Regions from separate parts of the Sus scrofa genome. Here region 2 is linked to region 1. The links are chromatin contacts, called in public Hi-C maps. All regions are on one chromosome and are shown on one strand. The core of a region is the stretch at or near the end of the contact, and the rest is flanking DNA. Distances in the headings are between cores, read along the strand shown.

Evidence for each region. Hi-C and Micro-C count contacts between places; a contact is called where the count stands out from the background.
Region 2: a contact with region 1 is called in a Hi-C map of retroperitoneal adipose tissue, with 1.8 times the contacts expected there. The contact joins two enhancer-like sites. A contact is called at or near these places in 9 of 47 Hi-C or Micro-C datasets (epiblast stem cells, fetal heart ventricle, fetal liver and 6 more) and 1 of 2 datasets of contacts at active chromatin or transcription factors (alveolar macrophages).

What each region holds. Positions count from the first base shown.
Region 1 is chr1:84,224,216-84,230,809 of Sscrofa11.1, reverse strand. No RefSeq gene overlaps it. Among named protein-coding and RNA genes, the nearest start is that of RPL18, 150 kb to the left of the region's middle. Within about 2 kb of position 4,794, at least 6 of the 83 cell types and tissues checked have an H3K27ac peak or open chromatin away from gene starts, as enhancers often do. A contact at or near this core is called in retroperitoneal adipose tissue, where this site is marked.
Region 2 is chr1:84,523,380-84,529,431 of Sscrofa11.1, reverse strand. No RefSeq gene overlaps it. Among named protein-coding and RNA genes, the nearest start is that of FAM46A, 19 kb to the left of the region's middle. Within about 2 kb of position 3,526, at least 9 of the 83 cell types and tissues checked have an H3K27ac peak or open chromatin away from gene starts, as enhancers often do. A contact at or near this core is called in retroperitoneal adipose tissue, where this site is marked.

The DNA.
Region 1 (6,594 bases), core at 3,545-6,044:
TCTGATTGGACCCCTAGCCTGGGAACCTCCATATGCTGCAGGTGTGGCCCTAAAAAGACAAAAAAAAAAAAGAAAAATGTATAAAATCTACACACACACACACACACACATACACAGATCTACATGTACATGTGTTTGCTTTCTTTTTTTTCTTTTTTGCTTTTTAGGGCCATACCTGCAGCATGTGGAGATTCCCAGGCTGGGGGTTAAATCAGAGCTGTAGCTGCTGACCTATATCACAGCTACAGCAATGCAGGATACGAGCTGCATCTGCTACCTACACCAAAGCTCATGGCAACGCTGGATCCTTAACCCACTGAGCAAGGCCAGGGATTGAACCCGAAACCTCATGGATGCTAGTCAGATTCGTTAACCACTGAGCCACGACAGAAATTCCTACATGTATTTGCTTTTATGCTACCTTTTCGTTAGATTTGTAAAGCCTTAACTCCTTGGAGGCAATGGTAATTACTATTTGATGAACATATTATTGTTCAGCTAAAAAATATAAATGTGAAATTAGAAGGGTCTCTTTGTGTAACTCCCTGGGACTGGAATAGCGAGTTCACAGAAAAGGCCTTCAAGGATAGCCCTTTATTGAGGTGAAATCCTGAAGACCCACACCACAGAGGGTTGTAGGAGACCACTGCAGAGAGCCCTCAAAGGAGAAACCTCCCAAGGGAAACACAGCACCCATGGCACAGGTGAGAAGGTTAGGGTAACCCTTTCTTCTCCCAGATGGTTCCAAAGCTTGTACAACTTGGAGCTGTGACACCGTTGCGCCTCTGGAGAGATGCCATTTCTAAGTGATAGCCACGGCCCTTCCACAAGAGACAGCCTGTGTCTCCCAGACCACCGCAATTATGCGTCTCCTCCCGGGCCTCTGCCCGCAGCGTGGGTCAGGATGTTGCTACCCACTTAAGCACTTGCTCGTTTAGAGTCCCAAGGGACCGGTCAGTACCACATATGTGAATTTCGAGGACATGCACCGAGGGAAAAAAAACCCAGCAAGAGTCAGAAATAACACACCGGTAAAACCCAATGTATAGTCGGTATTTTTCCAGGGTTCTATGTATACGAATGTTCCAGAAAACCGAAGGTAATTTTTTTTAAGTATCAAAGTGCTTTTACTGGGAGTGCCCATTGTGGCTCAGGGGAAATGAATCCAACGAGTATCCATGAGGATGCGGGTTCCATCCCTGGCTGTGCTCAGTGGGTTAAAGATCCAGCGTTGCCATGAGCTGTGGTGTAGGTCTCAGACATGGTTCAGATCCCGCGTTGCTGTGGCTATGGTGTAGGTTGACAGCTACAGCTCCAATTAGACCCCTAGCCTGGGAACTTCCATATGCTACAGGTGCAGCCCTAAAAAGACAAAAGTTTTTAAAAAGTCCGAAGTGCTACTGCACACTTCCTTGCCTTCTCAATTTCTGAGCATCTTTACCATTGTTTGTCAAATAGCATCATGATTTTCTACTGTTGATTAAGAACATCCCTGACCTGGGGCCTTCCTTTGGATTTCCTACCCCTGTTCCTCATATGCCCGGAGCTTTACCAAAATGGACTGTTCCCAGTCCCCTTACACCCCTCCCTTTGGGCACCTGCAGGCTTTCTTTGGACGTGTTCATTGACCAATTGACTCTGACTCTACTCAGGTCCCCATTTCTGCAACCCAAGATCCCCCATCTTTCCTGAGCCAGTTGTACCAGGCGGACCTCCTGGATCCCCTTTTCACTCAGCTCCTGCAAATGATATTTCTGTAACTGACCATTAATCTTTTTAATATTCATTTTTTATCTGAGGGTTTTTTTTTCATTTTTTAAAATTGAAGTATGGCTGATTTACAATGTTTTGTTAGCTTTAGGTGTACAGCAGTCCTGTGGCCTGAAGTTGACTGAGATGGGGCCAGTAACCAGGCTTGCTGAGGCCTGGGATGGTGGTCTCTGGACCAGCAGAGATGCTCCCTAAAAAATGATGTGGGAGTCAGTTCTGCTTGGAGCCAAACTGGAGCAAAGAAAGACCTCTGTCCCAAAGAGAACCAGGCTCTGAGCCCTCGTGTCCAGGTCAAACGAGTCAGCAGTAATGGTTCCTACTAATGAACAGCCAGCTATTTTCCATTCCCGTTGAAGGAAAACTTAGACCTATACAGTGTCTGAAAATTGTGATGTTTTCTTTAATAAAATCCACCGCAAAAAGCATACTTCCCTTGAACCATCACATCTCTAAGCAAAATGACTTTGAATTGCATGGACTCTGAGAGCCATTTATTTCCATGGTTGTTTTAATTTCGGAGGGAGGGGGGAGGTGAAAAAGGAGAAGAAAATGCACAGGGAGCAAGAGAACAAGGATAAGTGTATCTAGAAATTTTCATTTGGTAGCTTAGAAATCCAGCTTACAAAAATCTGTTTAGTTGTCGGCCTTTTATCCACTCAACAAATATTTATCAAGGGCCAACATCCTGTCAAGAATGCTAGAGACAGAGAAATCACAAGGACCTGATAGATCTAAGTGCAGGTCACTTGGGGGCGGAAAGCCCAGAAGACTTCCCTGAGGAGCAGAGGCTGATAGACAACAGTTATTCACCACCTGCGACCTGGGCTGGAGGACAATGCAGACTGAGGCGTGAGAAATCAAGTACAGTGCTCCAAGAATAGAAAGTCACTCAATGAGCCTGCAGGGCTGAGCGTGGGAACCAGGTGATGTGACAAAGCAGGTCCAAAGGAGAGGAAAGGCCATCTCAAGGGTTTGAACCATATCTCAAAGTCGATGGGAGCTATTGGAAATATCACAAATGTGTTACACAATCTGATTCATCTTTAGAAAATACTCTGTCTTAAATGGATCTTAAACATAAGACAAGATCCTCAGTTAAAACTCAGAGATACTGCTTTTTTTCTTTTTTAACATTTTTATTCTTCTATTATAGTTGACTTACAATGTTCTATCAATTTCTGTTGTATAACAAAGTGACCCAGTCTCATATCCATCACATATACACATATACACATATTCTTTTTCTCACATTGTCCTCCAGTGTGTTCCATCACAAGTGACTAGATACAGTTCCTTGTGCTATACAGCAGGATCTCATTGCTTATCCACTCCAAATGCAATAGTTTGCATCTATTAACCCCAAACTCCCAGTCCATCCCATTCGCTCTTCCTCCCCTTCAGCAACCACAAGTCTGTTCTCCAAGTCCATGAATTTGTTTCTTTTCTGTAGATAGGCTCATTTGTGCCATATGTTAGATTCCAGATATAAGTGATATCATATGGTATTTGTCTTTTTCTTTCTGACTTACTTCACTTAGTATGGGAAACTCTAGTTCCATCCATGTTGCTAACAACTCATATGGTATTTGTCTTTTTCTTTCTGACTTACTTCACTTAGTATGGGAAACTCTAGTTCCATCCATGTTGCTAACAAATGGCATTATTTTGTTCTTTTTTTGATTTTCACCTCCCCAATTAGTGAAAAGGAAAATGTTTGAGCAGGATAGTGAAACAGACATTGACCCATATTTCTGGCAGGAGGAATAACAATTTAGCAACATATATTAAAATTACAAACACATCCATCTTTAGATCCAACAATTCCAATTCTCAGGATCTCTCCTGAAATCATTCTCACACCAGTATGGAATGACATATGGACAACTTCATTCATTTGCAGCATTGTTTGTCATAGCAAACTATTGAAAACTAATAAATGTCCATTAAAAGCAGGCTGGCTAAATACACTTGCTTAGCTCGATATGATGGACACCTTATACTTTAAAATAATAAATAATGTCCTTATACAGAAGGGTTACCAAGATGCAGTATATATTTAAAAAATAAAGTACAGGGAGTTCCCGATGTGGTGCAGTGGAAACAAATCTGACTAGTATTCATGAAGCTGTGGGTTCGATCCCTGGCCTCACTCAGTGAGTTAAAGACCCAGTGTTGCCACGAGCTGTGGTGTAGTTCACAAAGACAGCTCAGATCCCCCATTGCTGTGACTGTGATGTAGGCCAGCAGCTGTGGCTCCGATTTGGCCCCTAGACTGGGAACTTCCATGTGCTGTGGGTTCGGCCCTAAAAGGCAAAAAAAAAAAGTACAAAACAGTATGTCCAGCCTAGTATCTATGTAAAAGGGGGTATTAAGAAATAGATTAATACACACACACACACACACACAAATATCTCTGGAATAACACAAGAAATTCCTCCCCACGACTGTGGCTGGAGTTGTGAATAGGAGCTGTGGTTTCCAATGAAGGCCATCTTTTGTGACCTTGACCCAAAGAGTTCCATGGAGTGATGGAGTGGGCAGAACCCAAAGCCTAGTGAGGGTCTGGATGGATGCAGCATGATGGATATGAGACCACTTTCAAGAAATCTGGTGGAGGAAGGGGCACTCTCTTAGACTGGGAAACAGACTTGAGCTTGTTTTCAAATACAGATACAGAGACAGAAAAAGGTGCAAACTTTAAAGAAGGAGATAGTGATGAAGTGAGACAAGAGTGGAAATGAATATATTGCAAATTTCCAAGGAAGATTTAAAAAGTATAAGTTCAAGGATTATATCTCCCCACCCCACTTCTTTCTTTTCTATCTCCCCTCTGTTGTCTTTAGGAAGGTGGTGTGTACCAAGTAGGTACCCTCTGGTGTCAGGGTGCCTGAGCTCATGTTGTGAAGGATCTCCTTTGTTGAACATCGGCTGCAAGATCAAAGGGGCCACACCTGCTTTAGGAAGCATATGTAGGAGTCCTAGCAACAGTGTATCCCTTCCTATCCTCCACCCAGAAGAGAGAGAAGGCAGCTCCTCTCCCCGTCCCTGGCCTCCACCATCAGTTCTCCCTGGAGTTCCTGGCTGCAGGTGAATCGTACACCAAAGAGCTGTGCTTCCAGTGGGTCCAGATCCACACTCAGGGAAAAGCCAGGATACAGCCCCACAAATTCCTTCCTAAGTTTTCAGTGTTTTCTAGGCCCCAGCATTCCAACCCGCCCTTCTGGCATTTTCCTGGTGAAAAATTTGACACACACTCCCCCTAGTGACAGCCCCAAGAATGCTTTTCAGTGACCAAACTGCCTGGACAGCAAAGAGAAGCATCTAGCCCTGGACGTGCACCTTCTTCTCGCCCAGACCACCCCCTGCCCCCGACCCCATCCCCAACACTTTTGCTGAGGTTGATTTTTGTAATTAGAAAGAAATATTTGGCCAGATGAATATCTAGAAACTAATAGGTTAGAGGGAATGAGTTTTCATCGCAGTGTCAAGAAGACATTGCTAGAGAGGAAAATATTAGAAGCAGGAAGATTCTGCACATAAAAAGGAGAAAGAAGAGCGTCGAATATGCTAGATGTGTCAAGGGCTGCACTGGTGATCCCAAAGCCGAGGCAGAATGATCATTGCCGCACATAGGCTCAGTTTATGAGTTCCTGTTGTGGTTCAACAGGTTAAGAACAGGACATAGCGTCCATGAGGACTTGGGTTTGATTCTTGACCTTGCTCAGTGGGTTATGGATTTGGTGTAGCCACAGTCTCTGATGTAGGTCACAGATGTGACTCCAATCTTGCTTTGCTGTGGCTGTGGCAGAGTCTAGCAGCTGCAGCTCCAATTCAACCCCTAGCCTGGGAACTTCCATGTGCTGCAGGTGCAGCCATAAAAAGAAAAGAAAAGAAAAGGGAAGACAGACACTAAAAGGGTTAATGAAGTGAGGACATGTAACCTGTGGGAAAGATGGCTTGAGGGGACAGTGATAGCAGGGATTAAATATTTGCAGGGCTGATGTGGGGAAGGTTAAACTTCCTTGTCAGGATAACTCCATATTCACGGTTCTGAACTATTTGAGGGTCAGTTTGAGAACTGATGGAATCCATGAAATTTCTCTCCAGAATAACATATTTTCACATTTCATAGAGTCATAGAAAAAAACTAATGGCTTAATAAATGTAGACACAGATGATCAACCTCACTTAAAATTCAGGCCAACGGGGAATTCCCATCGTGGCTCAGCAGTAACAAACACAACTAGCATCCATGAAGATGCGGGTTGGATCCCTGGCCTTGCTCAGTGGGTTAAATGATCCGACATGGCCATGAGCTGTGCTGTAGGTCGCAAATACAGATGGTATCTGGCGTTGCTGTGGCTGTGGTGTAGGCCAGCGGCTATAGCTCTGATTTGACCCCTAGCTTGGGAACTTCATATGCTATTGGGGCAGCCCTAAAAAAAAAGTTAAAAAAAAAATTCAGGCCAACATAGCAAGCATATACAATTTTTTACTTATCCATTTTGAAAAGATCAAACAATTTAGTAAAGCAGAGTAGAAAGGCATGAAGAAACGGGCACTCTTGCACAATGATGCATTATAAGCTGATGCCATCTTTTTGGGAAGATGATCCATACATTAAGCGATTCCCCAGGCTTCACTTCCCATCTCCAGGACTGTGAGTTTCTAATGTATATCACACATCCAGCTCAGGCTGTGAGACTTAAACATAAGTAATCAACTATCTTCACCTGATGGTCTCAAAGGGTCTGCAAATCTAACATATGCAAGACAGAACTCAAAACTCCCTGCAGACCTGGTCCCCTGGACAGTCTTACCTGT
Region 2 (6,052 bases), core at 2,277-4,776, 300 kb before region 1:
TAACTTCCACTGGGAACTTTACTAGTTGCTACTTGAGATGCCTTCCTCCAGCTGCTCAACTGGACCACCCAGGCAACTAACTGCATGTGCCGAATGTCCATACATTTTGATAAAGCCACCCAGAAATTCTCTCTTGACCCAACAAGCTGTGCTGCTGACTGTACTGTAAAGCCATTCCTGTGCCAGACAAACCACAGAATTTCAGCAAGTAAGGAGTTGAAGAAGGCAGCAGCATTATTTTTGATCTGTTTTTTCATTCTCAAACTTCACAGTCTTGGAGCTTTCTGCAAAATTTCAGTTTGGTTTGTATTATTCACTGAGGAAGTCTGGTGCACATAACAGCTTCCTCTTAAGATAGATAAGACCAGAAGGCTAACAGTTCTTTGGGTAAGTAGGATTAATTATCAGGAAGCTGTTGATAGTTCATTGCTGACCTGTAAAAACCTAGGAAGAATGAGGTCAGCTAAAATAATGAGTCCATTTAAAGTTTGGGTCATATAAGACGTCACTAAGGATCACATTATTTCAGCAAAGAAAATATTACAGAGAGCTCTCCTCTTAAAAGAAAATAGTTTTTCTGCTGGAGAGCTTCCAAACCGCACCATTGCAAAACCTAAACACTCTAAACCATTGAAAGTTAATGTTTAACTGTCTGGTTCTAGTTGTTTTGAAAACCCTTTCTCCCCCGAGAATTGATTTTTGTCAAAATTCAGGTGTCATTTGGCTTTTAATCCCAATTATGTTCCTTATGCTAGATGGACATCCTTTCATCACCAAGGGGTTATTTTTCTTTTTAATATCTGAAGTAATGTAGAGTGTATTTTACCCTGCCCTGTGCAATTAGGAGAAGCAGTAATCAGCATTTTACGAGAGTTGGGGAAAAACAGTAGAAAGCAGGGCTGGCCCAAGGCATGATGGTGAGATGCCCCCCCATTTTTTTTTAAGCCCTTGTCTCCTAACTTGTCATTTAACTTTTTGTGTGCCCTAATCTCTATGAAATCTTGTTCAGCCAAGGTTCAGTGGCCCTTCTAAGCCTCTTCTGTTGGAGGATAAACTGAGAGTGGACATGATGTAGTGCACAGCATGAGGCCTGAGACATAGGAGATGCTCAAAAATGGAGGTGCCCGCATCTTCCTCAGCATCCCCTAAACCTCAGCACTAAGGGATACTGGATTACGATGAAATTGCTTGCAAGTTTGAAGACTGAAGAACTTTGCTTGAACTTTTTGCTTGAAGACTGAAAAACTTTCTGAACATAGGAGCGCATGTGCATGTGCTGAAAGTCCTGCCTGTGTGTATGTCAAACCTTGGAAGCCTAGTAGGAGGTAGAGAAGAGATTCGATGTGGTAGCAAGTTGGGGAAGGCTTCCCTATTCCAAAAAGTGACAGCAACTGCCTCTTCATTAGACCAGCCTTGCAGGAAAAAAAGTGACAGTGTTAGTGAAGCTTGGGAGCCAGGCAGTGTCTGGGACCTGATGGTTCACACCAGAACCAGACAGTCCAAGGCCCTGGTACATTCCAAGCCCACTCCCCTGGCAGCCCACAGGCCTGGATTCTTCCATCTTTCTTCTGCCACTACCATTTGCAAAGGATCTGATTAGTTAGTTCATTTTTAAGGGCCATAGGGATAGAGGCAGATATCAGATTTGTGAGATCTGAAACTTACACAATGGCAGGAGCCCTCTTTCACAGAAAGAGTACAAGATAATAAGCAGTAGATACAAATGTGATTATTTAATTAGAAAAAGAAAAGAGCACTTGCAGCAGCTTGGGTCACCACTGTGGGGTTCAATCCCTGACCCAGGAGGGAACTTCCACATGCCATTGGCAGCCAAATAAACAAATAAATAAATAAGAAATCTCCACAAAATATATTCTTAAAACGCTGGAAAATACCACAAACATCACAAACTCCATAAAAATAATGTTTTTTTATTACCTTCCTGATATACCCCTGTGGTATATTAGTATATTTTTAGTACGTTTCTTGTTTTTTTGTTTTGTTTTTTGGTTGCAAACTCTGATTGCTCCCTCATGAATCTCCTTGATAGGAGAGAACTTTTGAGTTAACCACATTCATCCATGAGAACCAGAGATTTGCCTACAATTTTTCATGTAGGATGATGTGAAGAACTTTCCATAAGGAAGCTTTTGGCTCTGAACAATTTGGAACCTTTTTTAATCCTGTATAGCCACATACATCTGGCATTATAAGAGCATGCTCAGATCTCATTGAAACCTCTAATCCTATGTCCTTATTCCATGACCCCATATGAGTGGGCAGTGGAAGTATTTCTGAAAGTGCTCCTGCATGAGGTCAGGTAACCCAGCTTAGCTACACCTGGAAGCAATGGCAATCCACATAAATACATCCCACCAAACCCACTCTAAAAGGATTCCCAGTTCAATTCGCCATTCACCAAATACCCAAAGTGTCCTCAACTCATCTGACACCACCCAGTGTGAAGGGAGGTGGAGAGGAATTCCAAACAGAGAGAGATAGCATATGGTTAAATTGTTTCACTTTTCCAAATGTTGCAGAAGCATATGCCTGAACAAATGAGAATCCCCAAAGATTTAAATGTCTTTAGCTTCCTAGGAGATCCACCTCTGCACAAAGTCTATATCCCAAGACAGAATTTAGAGGATGAGGGCAGGTTCCTACCCTCCCCCACTGGTGGAAAGAACTCTTTGATGCTAAGGTATACTTGGTAACCTGTGGATACTTATACATATGTCATAAACAATAATACAAGTGTTATCACTAAAGTCCTCTGTGCACAAGCAGAGGCAATCTCAGAGGCAGAAATCATGATATCTGTCTCCCTGGAGAATGGAGGGGACATCTTCCTGAAACAGGAAGCACCTTCTTCCCTCCTACCCCTCCTCCAGCACCACCCAAGGCAACCTGAAGCAACTTAGATTATGTTAAGAAATGCTTTAATCCAGTTTAATAATTTTGTCTGATCCTTTAAATCCTAGCTCTACCCTGCCACCAAAAAGGTCTGTGAACTTGGACAAATTAGTTCACCTCTCTTAAGCGTCAGTTTCCTCATCTCTATAACGGCAATAATACTTGCTTTGCAGAAATGTGGAAAGGATTAAATGGATAGCATAGGGTAGCTGCTGGGCACCTAGTAGGTGACAAAGATACTGGAGCTATCGTACTTACTGTCCACGTTTCAAGAGTGACTCTAAGGGAAGAACCAAGAGGGGCCTCCTGGACACCTCAGGGTCCCGGGCCTCCAGATGTATCACACTTGGCACACAAGGTCAAACTATAAATACTATGGGGTGATGCTTTCAGTTTCAGTTTCTCTGTTTTGCCCCAGAGCCCAGTAGCAACCTAGGGCGAGTGACCATAGAAATAGGATAGCCATAGCACTCTGTGAACAGAGTTCGTTAATAAACATGAGGCTTTTAGAAGGCAACAGTAATTCAGTTCATGCTCAAAGCACCCTCATGACGCAGGGTCTAATTCTGAAACTACATAAGATTTGGGAAGTGTTCTAGCCTCAGATACTTTGCTGTTTGAACAAGAGCAGCAAATTGCCCCTTCTATGACTGCAAAGAACTGGACAAAGCCTTTGTAGGCTGTGGGGGTTCTGTCAAGATTTTTTATCTAAAGTGATCTGTCCTCAGGGGTCTAGACACTGCTGCTTGGATGTGTCACAAGCTCTGCCTAGCCCACAAAATCAGATAATTTGAAGCAGCAGATCACTGTTACTGATTGACTCTGACGCCAGATCACACTGGGCTGCAAATCCAGCTCTAATACTTACCATCTTTACAACCTTGGTCCAGCTACTTATATTCTTTGTGTCTTAAGTCCCTTATTCTAACATGAAGATAATAAAGCATTTACCTCATCAGATTGGAGTGAGTATTAGAATGAGAATTACATGAAATCATATTTCTCTAAGGCTTTATGCTGCACACTGCAAGTATTCCGTAATGGTTAGCACGAGCATTAAGTGAGAAATCTGATGATGTCCAGAAATTTTTGGTTTTATCGATCTGGTGCTCAGAAAAAAGGTTAACTACAGAGGTAGATTTTAGTTTTTCTGATTGTTAGTTTCCTGTGGCTGCTGTTCAATTTGGACTTTAAAACAACAGAAGTATATTCTCTCACAGTTGTGGGGGCCAGAGGTCCAAAATCCAGAATCAGTATCATGGGACCCAAGTCATGGTGCTGGCAGGCCACGCCCCCTCCCTCTGGAGACCCTGGGGAAGAATCCGTTTCTTGCCTCTTCCAGCTTCTGATGGCTGCCGGTGTTTCCTGGATTGCAACCTCATTATTCCACTCTCTGCCTCACATTGTCTTCTCCTCTGCTTTCTAGATCAAAACTTCATCTCCCTCTCTCTTTTAAAGAGGCAAATGTTAACACTGAAGTCCCCTCTCCGTAATGCAAAATAATCCAGGATACTCTCTCCATGTTAAGACCGTTGTCTTAATCCTGTCTACCAGCTAACATCTATAAATTCCAAGGATTGGAACTTGATATCCTTGGAGCCCATTCTTTAGCCTACTTCACTAGTTAATATATGATACTGTAAAACATGGATGAAGGTAAAATTTATAAGAAGAGAGATCTAAATATAGATCACTGGGAAGCAAAGAAAAATGAGCCACTACATGGAAGTGAGAAGCAGAGAGGAACAGCCCACGGAGACAACTATGGTAGGGGTTAGAGGGAGGATTTTTAGCCCACGGAGACAACTATGGTAGGGGTTAGAGGGAGGATTTTAGCCCATGGAGACAATTATGGTAGGGGTTAGAGGGAGGATTTTAGCTTCCGAGGGTATAGTACTTTCACAAAGGACAACACACCAGAAACACTTTGGAGAATCAAGGAGGGGGCCAAAAAGGAATCGTTGGGTTTGACTATTAGGAAAAATACCCATACATTTAGCCAATGTGGATTTATTCTCATGAGAGAAAGCCATACTTAATACTATGAAGTAAGTATGGAGTTACCTCTGTGGTATACTTGTGAGTAGGTATAGGTGGAAGGGAAAATGGTGCAAACACATCTTGGCAAGCCACTCTTCTACCTCACTCTCAAGCTGTATTTTCTTTGGATTCCCAACATCAAATGCTCAGAGCCTCTAAACTTCGCCAAGGTAGACACAGCCGACTTTAAAAGGGGAAAACAATGCCTCCTTCCTATACAAATATGTTTGCACTGCAGCTCCAGAGAGGTCAATGACAAAGGCTTATTCATCCTTATAATTGTTCCACTTAGGGTGTTAATGACTAGACCAGTCAAGTGGTAACATGTGTTTTTTTGTTTTGTTTTTGGTTTTTTTTTTTTGTTTTTTGGGTTTTTTTTTTTTTTTGCTTTTTTAGGGCCAAGCTGCAGCATATGGAGGTTCCCAGGCTAGGGGTCAAATCAGAGTTACAGCTGCCAGCCTACACCACAGCCACAGCAACATGGGATCTGAGCCGTGTCCGCAACCTACACCACAGCTCATGGCAATGCTGATCCCCAGCCCACTGGGCGAGGCCAGGGATCGAACCCACATCCTCATGGATGGTAGTGGGATTAGTTTCCACTGAGCCACGAAGGGAACTTCCAAGTGATGACATTTTTAGTCATTATACTCTTTTGCAATATCTTCTGAAGGACTCTAAATAGTAAACAGTTTAATTTTTTTCTAAAATATAAACATCATTTAGTCACTCAACAACCACCACATTTCAGACAATGTGCTAAATTATTGTATTAGAGATAATATAAATATATTAGGGATATTAAAATATTAGGATAAGATTAATAGCTAGCATCCTAGTGTCTTGTATGAAATAGGCACTGATGTAAATGTTTTAAATATCAACTTATTCCGATGATTTGATGAGGAAAAAAAACACTAGTATGATACTAGTATTTAGCCTTTATTTTATAGAACAGGGAACTGAGGTACAAAGACAAGGAAAAGTCACATGGCTAAGAAGTGTGAAGTGAGGATTATCTGGGCCTAGTCTCTGAATCACTGTAGGATACATTTTTTTTCCAACATCTGCAAGAAAACATTTCTAACACACTTATTTT